Regions from separate parts of the Mus musculus genome. Here region 1 is linked to region 2. Evidence: chromatin contacts called from public Micro-C data. All regions are on one chromosome and are shown on one strand. The core of a region is the stretch at or near the end of the contact, and the rest is flanking DNA. Distances in the headings are between cores, read along the strand shown. Region 1 overlaps Ror1 (receptor tyrosine kinase-like orphan receptor 1). Region 2 has its middle 52 kb from the start of Gm35701.

Region 1 (7,448 bases), core at 1,331-3,830, 380 kb before region 2:
GAGACTGTGCGTTACAAGCACGGTTCCACTAAGAATGGAATTCAGGTAATGAGCAAGGCTAATCTATAAAATGGATGTATTTGTTTTCTGAACAGTAGTCACTTTCCCATGGATTCCAGCACAGTAGTCAGGACTGTGTCCCCAGGACAGTGGCTACTGCATGCTGTGCCATTGTAACCAACTAAATGAGTGACACAGAAATGATAGGAAAGAAATGGCTATTGCATGGGAATCTTCATATAGAGCCCACTATTGCTCTGAGAATATGCATGAATACCAGCCCCCTCTCTTTCCTTCACTCTTGTAGTAGTATTAAGTAAAAACTGAGTATGGCATGACATTAATTACTATAATGCATGCAAACCAGCTAACCAGAATCCAGGATTTTAAAAGCATCAAACCTTGATTCTCACCACCCCAAGTCTATGACATGAACTGACCTCTAAGGCATTTACATTTATATTTCCTTTTTAAAATCACTGGTAGACTAGCTGAGACTCCTACCTGTGGAGGATATGGAGACTGAAGTGGCCACCTCCTGTAGTCAGGCAGGATTTCCAGAGAAGGGAGGGGACATCAACCTACCCACAAAAACCTTCAACCTGAAATTTGTCCTGCCTACAAGATGTGCAGGAATAAAGATGGTGCAGAGAATTAGGGAACAGCCAACCAATGACTGCCCCAATTTGAGACCCATTTCATGTGGGAGAGCCAACCCTTGACACTATTAATGATACCCTGCTGTGCTTGCAGACAGGAGCCTAGAGAGGCTTTATTCAGAAGCAGATAGAAACACAGACATTCACAGCCGAACATAGGCAGAGCTCAGGGAGTCTGTGGAAGAGTTGCAGATAGAATTGAACAAACTGGAGGGGCCAAAGACATCACAAAAAAAAAAAAAAAAAAAAAAAAAAAACCCTACAGAGTTAACTAACCTGGCACCATAGGGGCTCACAGAGACTGAACCATCAACCAAAGAACACACAGGGGCTGGACCTAGGTCCTACAAATTCATAGCTTGGTCTTCATGTGGGTCCCCTAACAATTGGAACGGAGGCTGTCTCTGACTCTGTTTCCTGCCATTGGATCACCTTCCCTTAACAGGACTGCCTGTTTGGGCATCAGCAGGAGAGGATGTGCCTAGTCCTGCTGCCAATGGATGTCCCAGAGCGGTACCTAAGAGGGACTTCTCAGAGAAGGAGAGGGGGTAACTGGGGGAGGGATTTGTAAGGGTGGGACTGGGAGGAAAGAAAGGAGAGGAGCTGCCATCAGGACATAAAAGTGACTAAATAAATAAATTAATGAAAATAATGAAAAATATTTTAAATAAAGGGGAAAAGAACAAAAATAATAAGTGGTAGAAATGTACAGTTGGGCTGGAGAGATGGCTCAGTGGTTAAGAGCACTGACTGCTTTTCCAGAGGACCCAATTTCAATTCCCAGCAACCACACAGTGGCTTACAACCAACCACCTGTAATGGGATCTGATGCATTCTTCTAGGGTGTGTCTGAAGACAGCTGCAGTGTACTCATATAAATAAAAAAATAAACAACTCTTAAAAAAGAGAAATGAACACTTAACTAGTTGAGCAGTGGTTTGGTTTAAGAAACAATGTTTGAAAGTGAAAATTTCACATTTAAAGAACCTGAAAACCAACAAATATGACTTTGTAACTGCAAATGTGTTTTGAAGACTTTGTTTTTTTAAAAAACAAATCCTTACAACATGAAGCAAAATAAAATAAATAATATGAGATGTGATAGTCTCCATAATTCTACTATACTTAATAAGCAAGAAGATGAGTTAATGTAAGTGTGAAGACATTGGGTTTCCTAAAAGTTTATTATCAAGGTGAAGAGAAAAATGTAGTCCCTAACACAGAGAGGAGACAAATAATTGTTGCATGCATGGTCTTCTGGAGTTGGAACAAGATGAAAAGCTAAGCATTTGGAAGCAGGAACTCTAAACTGTTGAAATGCATCTCTTCAGAAGGGCCTGGGACTGAGATGTTGGCCTTCTTGAGAGGAAGTGCTTTTAGACCACAGTGCAGGATCTAGAATAGCAGCTGCACTCAGAGCAAAACCAGAGACCCTGGGATGCTCACCAGGACCTTGAGCAGCCTACATGTTGAAAGATGTGTTGGAAAAGCAACAAGAAGGGGCTGGTAATCTAGCAGAGAGGGGGAAGACTCAGGTGGACTATAACAGAACAACTTCAAAGAGGACCAGGAGGAAAACATTTCTATTAAAAGATGCTTTAAGCAAAGGGAAATAGATTTAAATTAGGCATTAAAAAGATTTCTCAAAAAAAAGCCATAGTAAAAAGTACATGACATATAATTTACTGTCTTAATCATTCAAAATTATATAGTATAGTATAACAAATTTCTATATTCATTCCATGTACCATAAAACAGGCAAGTTTGTAAACAATGTTAGATCTCTCTTTTCTTTCACATTGGTTAAAAGAGCATGGAATTTCTTTCTTTGAATTTGAAAAGCAGCTCACACTCTGAGCCCTGTGGGCCTGGCAGAGAGCCCTCCTGGCCAGTTGGCTCCAGTGTAGGGCTGTGGTCTGGCTTGCCCCACACTCCTGAGCTGCCCATGGGAAAGGCAGAGTTCCATGGTTCTCCTCTGTGTTTGCTTTGAACTCTGCCTGTGTCTCTCCTCTGGTTCAAGCAGGAGGGCTGTAGCAGGTCACTCTCCCCTGACGCATGCCACCCATCTTACCTTGGGCTTGTATGCATTGAGCATGGACATCTCCACATTCTGTCCTCTGACGGGTTTTGGCTGCCTCTGGACTGGTGGTGATGAAGACTTCTGGTTATTGCGGCACACACAGATGAAGAAGAAGAGGAAGGCGATAGCCAGGGGAATGGCCACACTTGGCACCAGAATGTACAAGATTTCCATTTTATTCTTCTCTTTGGAATCTTTGGAATCTGGGGACAGAAAAAAAAAAAGGCAAGTGTTATACTGGTCAAAAAAAATGTATAATATTACATTGCAAAGTTTAAACGATTTATTCTATACATTCACAGTGAGAGAAAAAGAATCTAATGCATATTATGATTTGTTTCTATCAAACCCTCAATGTAGTTTACTGAAGTTTAAAAGTTTAAAGTTCAAATGTTTGAAAATCACAGCTGGACATTGTGAAGGTTCTGGATGTGTGATGGGACCTCTGATGTTCCCTTTCTCCCACAGCCAACCTGCATTTCTCTCACACCTTAGAAGTTAAATGACACATGAACTTACTGGGTGTATATATTATTATATATTGTGTACATGAAGCCTTAACGCAGACCACAAGGCTCTTCTCCATTGGCTGTTGGCCCAGATCAAACACCATAGAGTGGTGCTCCTGAGTTTCAAGGTGCCCCTGCCTTGGGAACTAGGGATATGCTGGGCCGGCCATGAATCTTCCAGGATCAATATGACTGCAGAATCCTGGTCCCCACTTTGGAAGGTACTGCCTTGAGAATGTGAGGGCCTGTAGGCAGGCTGGGTCGGTTCAGTGTCTGGCAAGCTACACAACTGAAGCTAATCATTTGGCAATGTGGGTCTCACTCTCTCTCATCGAGAAGGGAAGTGAGTGTTCTGGAGGGTGTCTACAAGTCCCTCCAACACAGAAGTGCTGTATAACTTGACACTTTTTGAAACCCCAGGATTTGTCTTGAATGGTTTCATATGAACCCAGTAACTGCAAGTGCTAACACTTTGAAGTATATTTTTGAAATCTTATACATCCATTTTACTATTGCTTGGCAAAGAATTTAATATATATAGAAGGATATGAGGTATGCCTTTCTTTTTATTCATTTGAACCGGACCAGTAAAGCCAAAAGCTTTGGGCATATGTCATCATTAATGAACTATTTGTCTGGTAAAATAAACACACGAATTATGGGATGGTAATTAGAGAGGTTACAATAATGACATACCCTGACCACCAAGACCAGCTGTCTTTCTTTAGCAAAACCCACAGTGTGAACATTTTGACTGACACAACATTTAGAGATGCTTATTTACTCTGTGGAAGGATCAACATGCTTCCATTCAGCTATCCTCCCACTCCCTCAACAAGTGTGAGCCACTGTGTGCCGAGAGCTGGTCTTGAAACTGAGAGTGCAGAATGAATTACTACATGCCCGATTCATTTAAGAATTTCACAGTCTTATAAGGAAATAGAGACAGTGCTATTATAATACGTCGTTGTAAATGCAGATGCAGACGTATAAACAAAATGACAACAGGACCCCAAGAAGGTCCCTTTAAACAAAGAGGGCTCTAGGCACTCGTAAGTGGAAATAGTCTTTATTTTTTCATTTTCTTTGAGACCTCTTTGGCGAGATACCACAATACTGAGCCTTCTTCTCAAATACATTTAGCATGTAACCTTAGGAAGGAGACACCCCCCCCCCAACTCAATTTTGAGAACATTCACTTTGTGTTAATGCCAGAAGTCTTGTGGAAGGATGTATACCTGGCACAAAAAATAGCATTTTTACTCTACTTATTTTTCCACCAGCATAAGTCATGCTTCCTATCACCATTATGATAAACTGGGGACTTTTCAAAATGAACTCATTTTATAATGACAACCAGCTCCATGGGAAAAGAAACACGCATACCCCTATTTTTATGGTGAAGAAGAGCTAAACTACTCGCTAGTCTGAGAATACACAGCTGGCAGGTCAGAGGCTGGGTGCCTCCCAATAGCATTTGTTCCATGCTGTCAGATCGAACATGACCCTGGGCTATCAATGGTTGAGTTCTTGATTATGCGCACCTATGTTCTCATGGTGGGAGCCCATGAGGGGAACCTGTAATGTAGGGAGTGTGGCATCAAAGTTCTAAGCTCCCCACTTTCCACTGTCATGTGTAAATAGTAAACCGGGGAACTGCTGGGGCTCACACTAACTCTGTAATTTTCTCAAATGGTGATTGTGTTTGTATGTCTGGGGATAGGTGAATGGAGGAATACACATCTCAGGGTCTAATGTGAGCCTATGTACACACACACGGTGCACACACAGGTTAGAGGCAATGTGGCAGAGTAAAGGAAGCATTTATCTTAAAGTCAGATACTTCTGAATACTGTCCTTGTCATCATTGAGGTCAAGTTGAGCCAGTTTAACCATGCTATGTATACGCCATGATATGTAAACAAAAAAACAAAAAACAAAACAAAACAAAACAAAACACCTAAAGACAAAACCCTACACACTTTATAGGTTGCTGTAAGGATAGTCATATGGAAAGTAGCTGTTCTAATGCCTGTTGCAACTCAAGTGTTTTCCCTTAGAGACAAGGGGATTGTGCGATAAACATTTGGAGCTGGAAAGTCCAAATAACCTTAAGCAGAAATCACCCTCTCTGATCTTCAGCTCTTCCTGTATTAAACAGGTATAATAATAGCTAGTCTTCCAATCTTATTTGGTTCATGTGAGACTCAAATGGGATCAGGTTCACGAAAGAACCCTGGATAATTGAAAATTGCTATTCGGTTGTTGGATGCTCTATTATTAACATTATAGAATTTCTCTGTGTGAGCGGGTGATCCCTGCTGTTATTCTTGGATTTTCTGTGAAATCATTATGAGCGTAACGATTACAAAAGGAACGAGGCTAATTTACTACTAATGTAATGCTAGTTATTTCTTCAGCCCAGAGTTTTAGCAACAAGAGAAAGTAGAGTCTCACCTGTCTGCCAACAAAGGAATCTATTCTACCTTCATTCTCTATCAGATTAGGCACGGGAGGACAGCAGGAAGGCCTTTTATTGTAAATGGGCGGGCTGGGAAAAATGCTCCCGTGGGTCTGCTGGAGAATAAACTTCAAGAGGCTAAATCCTTTTAACACAGCCAGACTTGGCTCCTCTGCTTACACAGAGGATTCATGGAGCACAGCAGGCAGAGTCTGCTTGCCAAGTGCAACAGTCCCAAGGGACAATAGGTGGTCATGTTGGGAGAGATGGAAGACAGGCTCAGAGTACCCCAAGACTTCAAAGTCATTCCTCCCTGATTGCCACTGTATGGTCTTGGCTAGAAGGGGATCCAGTCTGCAGCAGCAGCAGCAGCAGCAGCAGCAGCAGCAGCAGCAGCAGCAGCAGCAACAACAACAACAACAACATCAAGCCTTAAAAAAAGATGTCCCATAGAACAGCAATCAGCCTTTGTGAAAAAAATTATAAAACTAACTACTACCTGGGAATTACATTTTAAAAATTCTTGTATAGTGGTGTGTGTGTGTGTGTGTGTGTGTGTGTGTGTGTGTGTGTGTATTTGTGCCACAGTGTGCCTTTGGAGTCAAGAGAATGGAAGAAATTGGTCCTTTCCTTAAACCATGTGGGTCCTGGGAATCAAACTCAGGTCTTCAGGCTTGATGCTACCAAGTTCCTTTACCCCCTGATCATTTTTCCTGGCCCTTACAATTTAAACAGTTCCATTCCTCATTTTAACCTGACACTTCAGTGTGACTTTAATTTACACGTTGAGACCTTGAAGCTGAAAAAGGATAAATGATGTATAGAAGCTAGACCGTAAGAGTCCTCTGGCATCAACACAGCCATGCTTCCTAAATTAAAACACAGCTACCCACAGTATCAGATGGGGATAATGGCCATCATTTGGATGCCAAGATTCCCCATCATTGAGGATTCCTATCAATGGGGTTCATACTAGGCACAGACATATACAACACACTGGAACAAAGGCCATTGTTCTTATTATTCACTTGAAAGGGTATCAGACCCCTCAAATGCACTGCAGAGAAATTGTCTAGAAATTAGAACGGTGAAGATTTTTAAAACTTTAGGATAACTTTAAAAATTACACATACTTTTTATATAATGTTCAGTACTTGGGATCTTTGGAACCAGCAATGTAGTCAAGATCATGTGGTTAATTATCTTTAAAAAACAAAACAAAACAAAACAAAAACGACAGCTTGGTATCACACACCTGGCATTCCTATTTTATTTTTATAATGCTATTCAATATTTTGATTAGTAACTAAATATAATGGGGAAAATATCCCCCCTACCCCCGTTTTTTAACCCTTAAAGGTGCTTAAAGCAAAGTAAACATGATTTCTTATTTAAGAGGGACTTTTATAAAGTAAAATTATCATTTGATTATCATTTGAAATGTAACCCTTGAGTTAAAATAAAATGCACTGATTTTAAACAGCAAATGTGGGAAGAAATTATATAGAACCTTAGAATTCAAAGGAAATGAAATGAGTCTTAACGAGTCATCTGAAAAAGTTGTACAAACCATAGAAAATAAGGGTCTCTACCATGTATCTGAAAACTCCGGAATAAGTGGGTATGTAACATGCAGATGACTGCATTGGCGATATTTTAATGTAGGCCTAGGCACCAAGGGAGAAGGAACCATAATGAGGTCTTCAGTTGGCAGGCATGCCTAGCATTTAAGCCCCTGA
Region 2 (7,791 bases), core at 692-3,191:
GTTGCGGGATACACGGGAATGATGTAGTGGCGACTTCCAGACCCTTTGTGGCTTTGAAGTTTTATTCACTCCCTTGAGATCCCACCCCATGTGAGAAAATTTGCATTCGACTAGTCCCGTTCTCCTGGAGAGAGGGGCAATTCCAAACAGCCCCAGATGTCCCAGCCACACGAGTGAGGAACAAAGCATGGGAGGTAGTCAACCTAGGTATTATCCCCACACCAGATTACATACTAATTTCATGGCATGGTGGATCTGGTCAACAGAAATGTTTCAGAACTTTGGGCAGAGCCTGGCTAACCCTTGGATCAAGAGAAATAGGACAGGCTTTTGAGTCATGTCTCTTTAGTTGTGCAGCAGTAGAAAACTAAAATGCCTCCGTTCTACCAACAATTCACTTCTTGTACTATGCCTCCCCTGAACTTCTTCCATCAAAATGGAAACTTCCTCTCTCTCTCTTTCTCTTGCTCTCATTCTCCTCTCTCTCTCCCTCTCTCCCTCTCTCTCTCTCCCTCTCTCTCCCTCTCTCCCTCTCTCTCTCTGTCTCTCTCCCTCTCTCTCTCCCTCTCTCTCTCCCTCTCTCTCTCTCTCCCCCCTCTCTCTCCCCCCCTCTCTCCCCCCCCTCTCTTGCTCTCTCTCCCCTGCCCTCTTTGACTCCCTACTTTCATTGAACATATCTATACATCTCTCTCCTCTGATGCACTGGAGACAGCTGGAGACCTGTCCGATGATTTTTATGCATATTGGCATTACCAACTCCAATAAAAGTCTTTAATGAGCCAATCAACCTAGCCATTTTGCCAAGTTCTCTCACTGTTTGCAAGTCTATGTCCCTCTGTCCCCGTGTAGTGGCACATCCCTCTAACTTTAAGTTTCTCAATAACAAGGGCTTTCATCCCTCCGTATACAAAATGGCAACCCCCTCAGGTGCTCTCTTTCTCTCTATTTTTTCCTCTTTATTTTCTTTCATAGAACATTTGACACTTTGAATATCTATTTATGGCCTGTCGTCTCTCAGAAGAGCAGAGGTTTATAATGTCCATGATCATTTTAAATTCCCTGCTGGGAACCAGATGGTGGTGGTGCACACCTTTAATTCCAACCCTCAGGAGGCAGAAGCAGGCAGATCTCTGTAAGTTCGAGGCCAGCCTGTTCTATAGAGTGAGTTCCATGACAGCCAGGACTGCACAGAGAAGCCCTTGGGGGAAAAAATTCCCCTCTTGTTCTAGTCCCTAGAACCATGATTGACACCTGGTACATGTGTCACAAATGCCCAATGTTTTGTACTTAGAGACGAATACATACAGGAATTGGACATTGGTGTTAATTTCTCTCTTTTAACTCAGGCCTTTGGATTTCTGGTTGAGCCCTTATAAGCATGGTTGGTCCCCAGATATATGCAGTCTTCTTCCTCCTTCCTGAGCACATTGGAAAGGACTCTTCCTCATAATCTTGAGGTTGGGCTGATCATATGCCTAGATGTGGCTGGACCCAGGGAGGAAGTGACGGGGATGCATTTCTGGGCTGAGCAGAGGGCTTGTGTCTCCTGCTGGCTCTTGCCTGGCCCTGTGTTGCGATGACGATGATGGAGCCACCAAATCAAAGGAGTCTTGGATTGCTAGGCCATCGTATGCAGAACAGCTGTCCTGGAGAACTGCCCATAACCACAGGGGACATAGCATGAGTCAGAAATAAACTTTTGTTAAGTTAAGCCACCGAGATTTTAGAGTGGGGCTGTTATAAAACAGCCAACCCATCCTGATCCAGGAAAGCCTATTTGGTTAAAACAGAAAAGGAAAACACAGTGCGAAGGGAGCATGAAATCCTCGCATCACCCAAATCCTGGCTTACCGTTTCAAAGCACAGACTGCCTAGCCTGAGCCAGGCACAGGACCAGGTGAGGCCCTGGGGGAACAGGGATGAGTATGACTCAGTCGCAGCCCAGCGAGAGACAGTGTGTCACTAAAGAGTGATGCAGTGTCACGTGGCTACAACGACTCCTCATACCCAGAGATCAGGCACACAGAGTAGCAAGCTTCACCACCACCCCACCCCCCGCCCTCAGGTCGATCCCTCTGAACCATGGAGGAGGCACTCCTAGAATAACCGTTGGGGTGCAATTAGGTCAGGCTAGGTAGGTGGCAGAGAAAGGAGGGCCTTAGAAAGGGGATGCTGTTCTTCCTTGCTGGTCACGTGCTTACTGATTCTTCTTTTCCAGGATGGCAGTCTTCCCCTGACTGTGCAGGTTCTCACGTGGGCCTGTCATCTAAAACCAGAGCCTTGACATTGCCTCGCCCAGTTTGCTTCTTGGGCAGCTCACCTTTGCAAGCAGAAAGGAGAGAGGAAAAGCACAATAGCAACATGTGTAACAGTGGCAGGACATGGCAGACGGTCCCTCTACTTCATGAGAAGAACCGGTCCCATTCTTCAGATAAGGCACTTACAGACCAGAGAGGTTAAGTATCTGGCACAAAGTCAGACTATACCGTTATTGCATTTTCAGATGTGACTCACCGGTCTGTACACGGAGGGTGCCCCTTCTAGTGTCTCCTCTGTGCTCAGGCTGTGACTTTAATATCTAAATGACGATGTCTGTTCCTATCCTTAATATTGTTGCTTCCTTATAACAATTTCATTTCAGCTGTCATTTAATACGGATGCAGTTACAACAGTGAGAATCGGCCAGGGCAGAGAGATCATCTGACTTCAGGAGTCTCAGAAACTCCCATGATTTCTGGTTCCCTACCATCCTCATCCTGCTACTTTTAAAGATATTGAGGGATGAGCCTCATTCTGGGGAGCAGCCATAAAGGACAATTCAGAAGCTGCTGTTCTGATGGCAAAGTGTCTCTGGCCTACTACACCTGAGCCTGAAGGATGATATCGTTTCTTACCTAGATTGGCCACACAGTTTGTTTAAAACAAAAACACCTCAAAGTGGCACTACAATGTCTCCTCATTGGTCAGTCCACACCTGCAATTCTATTGCTTCTCCAATAGGAACAATCGAGGAGGAGGTTTAACCATCAGACTGCAGGAGCAGGTAGCCCTGGGGAAGGGGAAGAGTTGCTGCTATCACAGCTCTGGCTGCTGAGTGGACCACTGAGCTAGGAAGCCCAAGGGTTCCATCACAAGCAACAACCAACCCTCACCTCTACTGAAACAGTCTCAGGACAAAAACCTGTGCATTTTCTTGGCCACAAATTTGGTTTTACTAGTTATGGACAAAGTCTGTAGGCCATTCTAAGAGCTTCTGAGAATAGTCGTGTGTGTGTGTGTGTGTGTGTGTGTGTGTTTCTTTAAAAATAGGTCTTACCTACAATCAAAGTGATCCAAGACCAAATCAACCTTACTCCATACCCCATGCATCCTCCATGTTACTTCAGTCTGAGTCAGTGACATGGTGAAATATTCTTTCTTTGGCTGCAGCACGGTCCCCTGGGCTTTCATCAGGGTCTTCTGAGAAGTGCTTTAGCCAGTTACTCTAGTCTATTCTTGTGTTGCTATAACAAAATAGCTGGTGCTGGATAATGTAAAAAAGAAAGGTGAGTACTTGATTTTTATTTACATTTTCATTATTACTTTCATTTTTTATAGTCCAGCCATTGTCCCTCTTCCGATGCCCCCTCCCACAGTTCATCATTCCATTCCTTCCCCCTGTCTCCAAAAGGATGCCTCCCCACTCCCACCGCCAGACCTCCCCACTCCCACCGCCAGACCTCCCCACTCCCACCGCCAGACCTCTCCACTCCCACCACCAGACCTCCCCACTCCCACCGCCAGACCTCCCCACTCCCTGGAACATCAAGTCTCTGGAGGGTTGAGTGCATCTTCTCTGACTGAGGCCAGACCAGGCAGTCCTCTGTTGTATATGTGTCAGGGACCACAGTCCAATGTCTGAGAGATCTCAGGGTCCCTGTTAGTTGAGACTGCTGGTCTTCCTATGGGGTCATCCTCCTCCTCAGCTGTACTTGGTTTTTGATGAGATGGTTGCAAAGTTCAAACAGAATGGCTTCTAGTCTGACAGAGGGTCCAACTAGAGTATCCATCTTATGACAGAACATTGCAGGAGTAGACGTGAGGGAATGCGAGTGGTGAGAAGCCAAGCAGGAGACTTGGGAGAGCAGAGCCGGCTCCTTTTTAACATGCCTCTATTAAAAAAGTAATCCACCAAAAAGGCCTAACACACCCTTCAACATATCTCCTAAAAGGGAACATCCTGTGCCCCCCAGTGGGTCCCACCTTTCATTTTGTCATAGTGGTGACTAGCCTTGCAGTGCATGATCCTTTGGGAGACATATTTGTCAACTAAATCCAAACCACAGGAGCACTGATGCTCAGTGTTTGTTTTTGTCTACAAACAAACCAAAAATAAATATTCATGTTTCTGGCAGGAGCAGTAGCTTACTGCGTCTCAGGCGGAGGTTCTGTGCAGGGCAGGCAGGATAAATAGTGACTAGGAAGATAATTGGTGTGGTCATCTGCACTGCAGAGATTCTAGCATCAATGAGTGATCAGCGCTGATCTTCCAGAAACAGGATTTCTTTTCTTTCCTTTGTATTTTCAGAAAGTTTTCTTTTTAAGCGTGTGTGAGAGAGAGCGTGCCTGCGTGCCTGCGTGCGTGCCTGCGTGCCTGCGTGCGTGCCTGCCTGCGTGCCTGCCTGCGTGCGTGCGTGCGTGTGAAAAGAAGCTTGAAGAGCATCAGCTCCCCCGGAGTTGGATTTGCATGAGCCGCATGCTTTGGCTGTTGAGACCCCAAGTTGGTCCTCCACAAGGGCAATGTGCACTCTTAGTGGCTGAGGCATCTCTCCTTCAACGTTTTACATGTTTTTTCTATCAAATTTAAACTGTTTTATCATTAGTAAAACAATTAGAAATGAACTCTAGTCCCTTTGCTCCTCTCTCTGGATCTATTCTATTAGGCACAGCTGTGAGCTGCATGTGCAGGGGACTCAGGCCTCGAGAGCTCGGGGTTTCCCGCAGGGCAGGAAACCCTGTAAGCCTCAGTTTCCCCACTTAGAACTGAATACTTCTGTTGCCTTTCACTACAGAGAGTCCGTCACGAGTGCAGTGCTGAGTGCTGATTTTTCGGGAACTCTGCCTCTCTTACTGAGCGGTGTTTCACAAGAGCGTTTCCAAGAATTGAACTTATCAGACAAGGAGGCAGAACAGCTTTGTAGCCCTTTTATTTCCTGCCAGATGAAATCTCAGTTTGTAAGAAAGTTGGGTCCCGGAAGAGCTACAGGAGGAGTAGAAGTCACAGGCAGCCGCTCTTACTGCCATGAGCCGCACTGCAAAATCCATTCCCAGCCCTTGGCCAGCAGTTGGCTCTGAATGGCAGGAAATACGGATTAAATAGAGAAGGGCAATGAAGACCTACAGTGTGCAGAGGTACAAGGCTGGGAGAGGGGAGGGGGCCAGAACTCTGCAATGTGGGCCCAGCACTTTGGTCAGGAGGTAAATAATGCCAGGAAGAAAACTTTAGCAGATTCACGCTTGCTGCTTTTATTCTTTAAGAGTACCTCTTACTTTTACTTTCTTTATTGTTTTTGTGTTTAACTAACATACAAAGTAGCAGACTTCTTTCTCTTGTTTTCATTGAGTTTAGTTTTGTTTTTCTATTGGTTGATTTTCCATTGCCTGCTCCTCTCCTTCATCTCTTTGCCTACCCTCTCCACTTGCCCACTTGCAGTCTTCTGGATTCCCCTTTCCACTTTATATCGTCTTTCCCAGCCCACCCCCACCCCCCCATGGACCTCTTCCTAGTTTCCTGACCTCTCTACCCATACTCACTTCTACATAAATAAACATATATAGAAAATTAGACACCAGGATCCACGTATGAAAAAGAATACTTATCTTTTGAATGAGTTAATGAAAAATAAAATAAAATGTATTTCTCTTTCAGAGCTTGGCTTACCTCGTTTGCTATCATACTTTCCTGTTTGATTTATTTTTCTGCAAATTTCATACTCCCATTTCTCTTGATAGTTGAACAAAAGCCCACTGTGGGAACTAGAGAGATGACACAGTGGGTGAAGTACCTGCATGAGCACACCATACAAGCAAGGAAGCCTGTTACAGCCCAGACCCGTATTTAAAAATTAAAAAAAAAATACGCATGGTAGCATGCATCTGTGACCCTAGTGCAAGGTGTATGGACATACAGGATCTCTGAAGCTTGCTAGCCAGGCACTCCCGTCAATAAGTAAACATTGGGTTTAATGAGAAACCATGCCTTAAAAGACAAGCTGACAAGAAATTGAGAGAGACACCCAAAGCTGATTCTGGCTTCCATTTGCATGGATTCACACACACACACACATTTTCACCATACATTCATGTGTTGACGGGCATCCATGTTGACCCCATTTCCTTGCTATTATGAATAGAGCAGAAGTGAACAAGGCGTGTTCCTGTGGCAGGATGTGGAATACTTTGAGTATATGCCTAAGACTAGTATAGCCAGATCGTATGGTAGTTCTATTCATGCCTCATATCTGAAGAAGTCAGAAGAGGGCATCAGGTGCCATGGACCTGGAGTTAGACAGCTTTGAGTTGCCATGTGCTGTGAATCAAACCCAGGTCCTGAGCAAGAACAAGTGCTCTCAACCACTGAGCCATCTCTCTAGCCCCTTAACTTGACTATTATACCAACAATGCTTTCTGCTTGGTATACCAATAACTTAGGAGGTACATTAAAAATATTAAAGGCTCTTAATGAGTTTTATAGATTACTTTTCATTAGTATGCTGGAGCTAGGAGAATATGAGTTTTCAAATGCGATCTTCCTAATAAGTTGAACCTCCTAGCAAGATGTAATGATGCTCTTTCTCTTTTTGACTGGCTTGTCTTTGACGTTGACTTTGTTCTATGCTTGTTTAATGACACTTGGGGAATCCCAGTACTTGAATAGCTCTGAGACACTCTCCTGAGCTGAGACAATGGGCTGAGCCTTTGAGAACCTCTCAAGCAAGGATTCAGGAGAGTGATGGCTGCCCTACAGAAAGGTATGTGATCCAGGACAAGGCACCTCTGGCAGGGTAGCAGAGAAGACTCAGCCACACATTGTCTGCTTGCAATGTTCTTGGGTAGTTGCAGGAATGGGAGCTTCAGTCCCTAAGCAGATAGGGGAGAGAATTGACAGATGGGTCACAGTGGCGGGTATCACTTCCTGCTTATGCTGCTCAGATCCACTTCTTAGGGAAATGTCCTGAAAGCAGGAGTTTCAGGATTCCAATGGATTATCTCTTCTGGAGGAATTTAAAATATGAAGGACAGCAGGCTAAGCTACCATACTGCCTGCTGTTCCTTGTCTCAGGATGGACCAAGTGCCTCGCGTTCCCTTCCTGTACAGCCCAGTCCCTTAGTCATCGCCAGTGCAGCTGCAGGCTGGAGGGCTTGCCTGACTGGTTGGTTCTTACTCTAATCTCAGAGAGAACAGAACCCTGGGTCATTCTGTACTCATGGAAGGACTGCTCCATTTAGACATTTCCCTCTAAAATTGGACCTAAAAAAATAAATACCCAACAGGGTCATTTGCATCCCTAATTTGTCTCTTACTATGACCATTGTGTGACATAAATCACTTCTTTCTGGTAGGACTGGGTGCTAGTCATGAGCAGACAGCAAGATGGGGTGTTCCCCTCCGTGAGTGGGCTCCTGAACATGCAGACTCCAGCAGTGTGGTGACGGAACCCTCATTCTTCAGGCAAATACTTGAGAGCAACCATAAGGAGGCGTCCTGCACAAAGTCCTTGGTTCTTCTTGCATGCCCAGTGCTTCTCTCGC

Evidence for each region. Hi-C and Micro-C count contacts between places; a contact is called where the count stands out from the background.
Region 1: a Micro-C map of muscle stem cells shows a contact between it and region 2, with 6 times the contacts expected there. The contact joins two enhancer-like sites. A contact is called at or near these places in 15 of 484 Hi-C or Micro-C datasets (the C2C12 cell line, the C3H10T1/2 cell line, ECoMG myeloid progenitors and 9 more) and 3 of 115 datasets of contacts at active chromatin or transcription factors (astrocytes, embryonic basal ganglia and fibro-adipogenic progenitors).

Annotation. Positions count from the first base shown.
Region 1 is chr4:100,421,408-100,428,855 of GRCm38.p6, reverse strand. Ror1 (receptor tyrosine kinase-like orphan receptor 1) reads right to left here. Exons shown (of 9, transcript NM_013845.5): 8 at 2,731-2,942. Among named protein-coding and RNA genes, the nearest start is that of Gm35760, 32 kb to the right of the region's middle. Within about 2 kb of position 2,580, at least 9 of the 459 cell types and tissues checked have an H3K27ac peak or open chromatin away from gene starts, as enhancers often do. A contact at or near this core is called in muscle stem cells, where this site is marked.
Region 2 is chr4:100,039,526-100,047,316 of GRCm38.p6, reverse strand. No RefSeq gene overlaps it. Among named protein-coding and RNA genes, the nearest start is that of Gm35701, 52 kb to the left of the region's middle. Within about 2 kb of position 1,941, at least 53 of the 459 cell types and tissues checked have an H3K27ac peak or open chromatin away from gene starts, as enhancers often do. A contact at or near this core is called in muscle stem cells, where this site is marked.